2 separate regions of the Drosophila melanogaster genome follow, and region 1 is linked to region 2. A link is a contact called in public Hi-C data. All regions are on one chromosome and are shown on one strand. The core of a region is the stretch at or near the end of the contact, and the rest is flanking DNA. Distances in the headings are between cores, read along the strand shown.

Region 1 (4,754 bases), core at 636-3,135, 970 kb after region 2:
CCACAGGAAATAAATTTTTTCCTTTCTGTCGCCCCGTCTCGCTTGCACCTTGTGCATTTTGAACCCCCCCCCCCCCCGTTCGCAAAACACAATCATTTTTTTGCAGTCATTTCCCCACCGCTTTGGTGGTGTTGCTATTGCTGTTGCATTTGCATCTGTGTTTTCGCTTTTAGATTTTGTTTTTTAGGTTTTTGCATCCTGGCCGGCGGCAGAAAGAAAGGGAGAGGAAGAGTCTTAAAAAATAGCAGAGTTGCCATTGAAAAATACAATTTATTATAAATTGTTGTTTTTAGTGCCCAACTAGAATTGGGTTAGACAAAGCGACGATTGAGGCGGAATTCTTTAACAGGTTGTTTTGCGATTTATAGTTCAATTCACAAAAGGTCACTTAGTGAACTGATTTTTTGTCCTTAAAATCATATTGGTCATCTTATGTGTAGGCCAGCTTTTCAGAATTTGAATATCTAGTTTTATCCCACATACTGGTGGGTGTTAATATTTCTATTTCTATGTGGATATTTTAAGAGTGTTCCCTAGTAGCTAAATGATATACATCTGAGACTTTTAATTAATTAATTGCTGATTTCATGGTTTTAGTACAGAAAACCATGTGCTAAGATGTTTTTAAGCAACATCCTGAATCTATAACAATTGCGTTAAACTTTTTCATTCTGTTAAGAAGCTTTAAAGTTGAAATATTTTGAGCTCGATGCAACCAAATAATTCCTTAAATTTTGGAGGCACCGGATAAAAACATTTTGATCAACTTTTGTGTGTGAAAAATTAATTATCACCACGTGGCAACACTGTCAACGTGCTTTGATGCCATTTTTTCCCACTCGTTTTTGCCCAGAACTCCCCTCTTTTTTGTATGTTTTGTGGATGTCCAAACATTTTTTATGCTGTTTTGTTGTGTTTCTGTACTTTTTTTTTTTGCTTTTTGGAATACGCAACGGACAGACACACACATAGGGCCACACACGTATTTGAACACACACAGTCAGAGGCGAATCAGAAAAAGTACAAAAAAGCATTTTGGGAAAAGTGGAGTGAGGAGTGAGGCAGGGGATTGCATGGGCTTATTGCGATGCGTGACTCGTATTTGTGGACTTTGAATACAAACAAAACAGTCGGACACAGATAGAAGCCCACACAAGTGCAATTATGAATACTACGCCCACACACACGCCGCATAATCACAGAGAGAGACACTCTCACTCACTGCAATGTGTGCATTTCAATACGCATTAATAACTACGAATTCAATGTGGCAGTGGCAACCATCCTTAGTATTTCAGCCCAAAGCTCACACACACCTAAACCCACACCCTCAAATGCTCACGCACACATAGGCACACCGGCGTCAATGCAGCTGACGCCTAAAAAACGACTACAAAAAAGCATAAAAATCCAATTCCCCGCCTTGCTCGTTAATTTTGCTGGCGCTGCTCTTCAATTCACAGCCCAAAACTGAAAAGTGCCATGATAATTTTGTTTTTACTCTATCCAAACTTTAAAATCGCATAAAAATCAATGCCAATGATGCCATTAAATCAACAGACAGATCCATGTTTCGTTTTCCACAAAAGTTCCAAGCTCGAAGTCCCTTTAAATTCTAATTTTTGTGTTTTTTTAGCAGCACGTTTACTCAACATTTTCGCTTTCTGACGTTCCGGCCTCACATGAACTGCAGCATTTTTTCGTGCTACATTTTTGCTGGTTGCATTCTATGTCTGGTGGCCGCAAAACGGTTTTCCATGAATTTTTCATCCATTTAGCGGCGCCATTGAGCCATTTTCTGGGCGCTTAGAATTCATAGATACTTTAGCAAATTGTTTTTTTAGTTCGATTTTCTACATTCTTTTTGTTTTTAGGGATTTTTAGCTTTTGTATCGTGACATTGAATCTCGGTGTGATTGATTGTCTTTAACGATTTAATTGAATCGAAAATATAAAAAGATCACCACTGACTTGTTTATATGAAGAAGACAGGGCAAATATCTGTTATTGTTAGGCACAAAAAATGTTTATAATAATTTGATTCACTTTTTTTTTGTATTGAAAACAGCATTTTTGATATTTCTTAGTAACACCTTAGTCGCCCATTAAATTTCTGCGGAGCACCCTAGATGTGTGTATGAATTATCCAGAAATATTTACAAATGTACGACCCACAGTAGGCACTCTCTATGGGTGATCGAATTTTTGTGCTGCCAGAACTATTTAAGCTATCAGCTTTCACCCGATTCCAAATAAACCGTAAGAGTAAATAAACATTTCGGTCGAGTATTCGGAGAAGCGAGCCGATAACTTCTGCGTAGCTGACTCAAGCCGAAGTGGCCTCTCTTCGGAAATTGCCAACTGACCAGAACAGCTGAATCAATTCGCCAACTTTATGATTAGTGGCTCTGGGAGTCGGACGCCCTCAAATCGACTTTATTTGTCGCCCGTTCGCCCCACGATGCAGAACAAACGGAGGCTTCTGCGGGAGTACAGGTCCTACGATGACCTCAGCGAGCACTACCGCATGTTTGGATCGCAGTCCCTGGACTCGCTGCAGGATCGCGTGGACATGAATCCCAGTGGCTGCGATGGCTTATCCACGGACGGACTCGACTTCTGCTCGCAGTCCCACTCGGGGCTGCTGAGGGAGCACAATTTCAAGATTAAGTCCTACTACTACAACGTGGGGAACTGCGTACACTGCCGCAAAAGGTGAGTTGCAATCACCGAATGGTGGAACTTCTGAGAGGATTTCGAATTCAGGGAAAACATGAAAAGTTAAATAACATCCCAACCCTCTCTGACCAGCATTTACCTCCCTAACCGCGTGTCCCTGGTCTTCTTCCAGGATCCGCTTCGCCATGGCCAGCCTGAGGTGTCGGGCGTGTCCGCTCCGCTGCCACATCGGTTGCTGCCGCCAGCTGACGGTGAACTGCATCCCCCAGCCTCAAATCGGTACGAAGAGAGGATGTCTCAGCGATTATGCGCCTCGGGTGGCGCCCATGGTGCCGGCCTTAATTGTCCATTGTGTAACGGAGATCGAGGCGCGGGGATTGCAGCAGGAGGGACTCTACCGGGTGTCCTCCACCCGAGAGAAATGCAAACGACTGCGTCGGAAGCTGCTGCGTGGCAAGTCCACGCCGCATTTGGGCAATAAAGACACCCACACACTGTGCTGTTGTGTTAAGGACTTTCTTCGGCAGTTGGTTCACCCTCTGATTCCCATTTACCACCGAAGGGATTTCGAGGAGGCCACGCGGCACGAAGATCGTCTGGCTGTGGAGATGGCGGTATATTTAGCGGTTCTGGAGCTGCATCAGGCTCACAGGGATACGTTGGCCTACTTAATGCTTCACTGGCAGAAAATTGCCGAAAGTCCTGCTGTCCGCATGACGGTCAACAATCTTGCCGTGATCTTCGCTCCAACTCTGTTCGGAGATCTGGATCTAACCCTCGAAAATGTCGTCACTTGGCAGCGGGTGCTGAAGGTGCTACTTCTGATGCCTGCCGGATTTTGGTCTCAGTTCTTGGAGGTCCATCCCCTTCCCACTTCGTTGGGCAGCACCTATGACTTTGAGGACCGGTACAATCACCGTCACTGGGACAGCTCGTCCAATCTGGGATGGTCTTCTGTTAAGACCTACTTTAGATCAATGGTAAGACCTATGGTTTCCCTTTAACGGATTTGGATAGAATTTCATATTCGAATAAGCCAAACTCAATACAAGCAATCAAACATATCATACAAATCTTTCACTGAATACTTCCTGTTTCAGGTCAACCTTAGCAGTACTCACCTATAGTGAAAGTCTTATGACTGAGACATCGAGAATGGATGCAGTCACCCTTTTTTATTTTATTTTGTATTTTTTTTCATTATTCACTACAGTTGAAGAACTAATAATAATTGGATCTCTAACATGTTGTGTATGTGTTGTTGAATTATATGCGGCTAACAAGAGTACTTGACATCTCAAGTGCAATACTTGATTTATTGAATCACCAAAAGATACTCTCAGAAAACACCCATTATTTCCATATATGAAATTCGGCTAATTAAATATAAAGCCAGGCCAAAATCTTATTCGCACCACATAAATAATCTAGCATGGCCCAGAGCGACGTTATCGCAAAACTATATATTTCGAGTATTGAAACATTAATAAACATTTTTAATTGAATTTGCAATTTTTTTCGCCGAACGTTGATTAATTCCCAACCGTTGAAAACATGTAAAAAATTAATAATTTCCATTTCCCATATTTATGTTTCTTTGAAGCGTAAACCAAAGCACAAAGTAAAATATTTTGCCGCGAACACATATAAATAAGTTAAAGCGCCAAGAAAAAAGTTAGCATTTTAAAAACAATTTGGAGAGTGCCGTGCAAAAAAGTGCGGCCATTAAATGCAAAAAACAAGCAAAGCAAAACAAAACTCGAATGCACTGGACGAGTGCATAAATAGACTCACTCCCAATATCAGTCGATCCGATCCCAAGCCAATACTCGTACATGGTCCAAATAATGTATAATACAATCAAAACAAACATAAAGCGAGACGGCAAGCGTGTGCGAGCAGTGGCGAACGAGGGCCGGGAGGGAAGAGCATTTGCAGTGCGCTTCTGTTGCTAACCGCCACAAATATCAAATGGGCTGGCAATTGTTGCAGTGGTCGCCCGTTAACGTTAACCAAATGCTAATGCCAAAGGCCACAAAACGCAGGCACGCACACCAGCGCGTTTTTTAGGGGCA
Region 2 (4,580 bases), core at 970-3,469:
GGACAGAATGAATCTATTAAAAAACCTATTTCTTACTTTTAGAATAAATTAATAACCAGCTAAAAAAAACTTTTGAAGAAATGGACGGATCCTTATAACAGATTATTTGTTGAACAAACATCACATAACATTCTGTTTTCCGAAAAGAGCTTCCATTCCTTTTAGAAATTTATTTTAAGAGCTTAGCTTTTAATGCAATAATTTAAAGAGAATTGAATTAATATTTTTAAAAATAGAATCGTATAATGTGCGGTTTAAATTTTGTGCCATTTATAGACAGAGATATCGCATAGTGAATTATACATGTATGTTCTAAGAAAAATTAGTATGTCAATTAGCCAAATTAGTAAGAATTGATTAACCAGTAACCTACTTTCCAATTCGAGGCAGACGTATAAAGACCGAAAAAAATCAAAAATATGTTCAGTTTGTTTAACGTCGCTATGAAGATAATTTTAAGTGGTAAGTAAAAATAATTAAACAGATAACATTTTTATATTTTACTACGTATTTTTAGTGGTAGCCGTTTTCGTATGCCTTACTAGGCAATGTTTTGGTCAATTGCACAGTGAGCAGTTACTGGCAGTGCTGAAAGCTAGCGGAGATGATCCCAAAGCTCCACTGATCGTGCTTTCAAATCCCACAGCAAGGCCAGCATTTGGGGAGTCAATCAAATCGGAACAGGATATGGAGACCACAGTAATTCCAGATTCTGCTACCACTATTTCACTAGCCAGTTTTACAACGGCTTCCACAGAGAAGCAAAATAAAAAAACACGACCTCCTCAGAAGCAGAAAGCTGGCCCAAATTATAAACCAAAACAGAGACTTTCAATGCAGGACCTATTGCTGATGCCCGGAATTTGGGAGAGCTCCCCAATTGTCGACCAGGGACCAATGAATACCCTAAACGCCCAACCAGTTTTCTACCCTGTTCCATTTTATATTCCGTATCCGATGCCCTTAATGCTGAATCCACAGATAGATCTGATGAGGAGACCGTCCAAGGATAAAGTGGATGACCAAATCGCAATGGGCTTCAATGGGATGATGGGCGAAAATCTACTTAGAAACTCTTTTCAGCAGGACAACGGGTCTGATTGGCACAAGATAATCGGGAATCGAGTGAAGCCGGTCAGCCAAGATGGCCCGAAAAAGTGGAGGGGAAAATGGCGAAAGACAACGACCACTACTACTACAACTTCCACAACTGAAGCTCCTATTACAATGTCAACTGAGCCAACAAGATTGCTGTCGGATAGCAGTAACCAAAATGATACTGTGCTAAAATTGATTGAAACCAATGAAAACAATGAGACAACTGCTGCCGCAAGCTAAATTAATAAAATAAAATAAACGAATAACATGAAGCAAAAGAGTCATACCTGTAAGTTTAATTTGTGTAAGAGTGGTTAAGACATTTTAAGAGTCTACTCAGTGTCTCGTATTTCCACTGTATTTAAATGGAAACATAATAAATAAAACCCGTGAAAAACAAAGGTTTTTAAAAGTGTATACATTATTAATTCAACAGAATTATTTACATGAATTAAGATTTAAGATGAATTAAGACCCATGCAGAGGGTATACTTTTTTTAGTCAGAAGTTGGCAACGCAGTGAAATTTGTCCGTCCGTGTCTAAGTTTTGAAGCGATCTGGATGAAACTTTTCCAAAAGTATCCTTTCTATTTCCAAATATAAAATCTTAAAAAATTTACCTTCGTTACTTTTGGTCACAATTTATTCGAATTCTTTGATTTATCAAAAATCTATCTAATATTATATAGCTGTCATAAGAACAACAGATGTATTAATTAAAAACATTATATTCTGTTCTTATTCGGTACACACCAGTTTATTAAATTATATAATTACTTCAAATTTCTTGTCAAATTAAAATTTTATAATCTTTTAAGCATTTTATGCCGACATAAAGGGGCTTAAAAGAAACAGAAAATTAATTTGTTATCCGGATTAGCCAGATTTTACTGCGACTCTTTGTCAATTCATTTAAAAAGTCAGCAGAGTTGTGGCATACTTTCAGGCGGACAGGTGTACTTACTTTCTCTCCATCTCTTTCCCAGCTTGAGAAAGGTAGTTCGTGTCTGTGTCTCGATTCATATGCACCTGTGTTGGTACGAATAAACTCACCTACCAACACCCAAAGTTGGCCGCATCTTTGGTGCGATGGAGCTGCCTCCACATTCAGTTGGTTATCCACGCTCGCCGGTCAGCCACGTTTATCGCGCCACACTGCTTGTTTTTTTATGGGCAGAAGCAAGCGTAAAAAGTGAAAGACACAACGGATTCTGGAAATCAAACTTAACAAATTTCTTCTTGTGAAAAGCGAGAGCGAAAGTGTCTGCCGGACAAATAACAAAACAACTCGCTAATTATGCACCACGCCATGTCAAGCAACTCCGAATCGCGCCCAAGAATTATGAGCCAATGGTGATGATCAGTGTTTGTCGCAGTTACTGTGCGTGTTAATTTCCGGGGAAGCACCGTCGTTGCAAGTGAGGTAAAGTAACGTGAGGTAAAGTCAGAAAGTCGCACATTGCCTCCGCATCGAATGGTCATGCAAATATCTGACCCAGTTTCAGTTGCATGAGTGACCAACAAAACAGAGGCCAACAGCTGGCAAGCCGGTTGCACTTATCAACCGAAAAAAATGGAAACCCGTTTTGCAGGCGAAATGCGATGCATGTCCGTGTGCATTTGGCCCAGTGGGTAAAAGTGAAATTCACTTCGGTCGCTTGGCTCTGCCAGCTGCCTTCGTTGGGTTCTTAAGCTTCTTAAAGACCTTTCGCCGCCCACCTCGAGTTATTAGCGCATGCCAGATGGGAATCTCAACGCGCTCTAATACCCATTAGAATCCCAATTAGTGCTTCGCTGTTGGGCTTGCGTGCTCGGCGGTTGTACGTTCTCAGAACGAAGCAAACCAAAAATAATAGAGTTATTTGCAGTGATAAACAAATTAGGAGCATGCCAGAAGAAAGTAAACAAATGGTCAGAGTAAAAAGGCAATCGCCAATTGTGGTGGTTCGCTCCAAATAATCACACTTAATTGAAAACGAAACCTTTCAGAATAATTTGCAGGCGATAAACCGCAGCCATATGTGGAAGGGGGCGGTGGGCTGGCATTAAGCCTTTTTATTCAGAGCTCAAATTCGTTTTAACTACACTTTTTATTGTCCCTGGGCCAATAAGTGCACTTTTGACCAATTTGTTGCTCTCCCCGACAGATGGATGGATCGTATAAAGTACGTTGAATCCGATCTATTTGGACTTAATAAGCCATTAGTGAGTCAAGTTGGTTAACCGCAACGAAAGTGAGTTTGCTATAGATTTCTCTGGAACGCAACCGAAGAAATGCAGACGGAGTTAAAAAACTTTTGAAAATATTTGCACGCTAGCACAAATCACACCACACACTTGGCGAACTAAGTTACAGGCACGCACAAAGTGAAATTAGCAATCTATTAGATTGCAATCCACATTCACTAGGCGTTCGACTGAAACCGAAAGTCTTTGAGGGGATTGGAACAATTTAATGAAATGCAAATACTTGAAGCTTTACATAACCGCTCGTCGAGCGGAACGATGTTCGGATGCGTGTGTCAGCCCGAGAAATTGTCACATAAAAATGCAATAAAATCTCGCGGAAATGCTGCGACTGATAGTGGCAAAACAAAAACAACTCGCAGGGAAAGCTTGTTACCTTCCGAAAACGTAATCTGCCAGGCCAGCCGAGAGCTGGCCATTTCCAAGTGTCATTAAAATAGATGTAATTGAATCATTATTAAAAAGAGCAGAAAGCACTCGAGTGAAAGCCAACAACAGAACGGCAGTCGTAAACAAATGTCTCTCGAGGGTTGCAAAAATCCCAAAAATTATGCCAACAGCGACAATCCGTTAATATTTAATTTAAACACAACCATTTCATCAAAAAGCAGACATAAAACGATGCCACATTAGCTCAACAAATATTACTTTCTTCATTAACTAACCATTTTCATTCTAATGTGTACTCAAAATATTAAATCGAAATAGACAACCTGCCCAAACTCAGCTACAGTTTGTATACTAAAGTCTTAAGCCATGCTTCTAAGCCGCTAACCTTTAAAGGCAACTAACGGTTGCAGCTGGGTCTTCGACTTGGCTTGAACCCGCAAAGAACTTACATCACATGGCTTTGTTTTTTTTTTCTTCTGGAGAGCGTGTTCTGCTGTCGCCGACTCCCTAAACTTGATTTAGCTGGCCATTATTTTTATAGCAATTGTGTACTCGCTGGCTTATGGCTATCTCTGTTGGCATGACATAAGCCGCCATGGCACTTTAATAAAATGCCTTTAATATGAAAAGCCATAACATCGCGAAGCGTTACATGAAACACATGTCGTTTATGCACATTACGCATACGAACCGTCTGCAGAAAGCAAGTAGCAGCTCGTTAAAAATAATAATAATAATAATAAGTGGTACTCCAGTATGCAGCTGTGCGCGTAATGCGGCCCAATTGATTGCATCGGAACATGATTATAAGCAGCTAAACCGTTCGACTTTCATGTCTAGGCCCA

The links. Hi-C and Micro-C count contacts between places; a contact is called where the count stands out from the background.
Region 1: a Hi-C map of the Kc167 cell line shows a contact between it and region 2, with 1.8 times the contacts expected there. The contact joins the promoter of lncRNA:CR44333 here to the promoter of Osi17 in region 2. A contact is called at or near these places in 2 of 107 Hi-C or Micro-C datasets (both in the Kc167 cell line).

What each region holds. Positions count from the first base shown.
Region 1 is chr3R:7,283,710-7,288,463 of dm6, forward strand. lncRNA:CR44333 (long non-coding RNA:CR44333) reads right to left here and starts at 1,886. Exons shown (of 1, transcript NR_125095.1): 1 at 1,521-1,886. The region is part of intron 7 of rn (rotund); the gene reads right to left. RacGAP84C (Rac GTPase activating protein at 84C) reads left to right here and starts at 2,253. Exons shown (of 3, transcript NM_057356.5): 1 at 2,253-2,715; 2 at 2,852-3,659; 3 at 3,780-3,920. The coding sequence starts at 2,396. The coding sequence ends at 3,806.
Region 2 is chr3R:6,309,553-6,314,132 of dm6, forward strand. Osi17 (Osiris 17) reads left to right here and starts at 2,220. Exons shown (of 10, transcript NM_001275379.1): 1 at 2,220-2,521. It overlaps CG31560, which reads left to right and starts at 424. Exons shown (of 2, transcript NM_169135.2): 1 at 424-462; 2 at 518-1,446. The coding sequence starts at 444. The coding sequence ends at 1,338.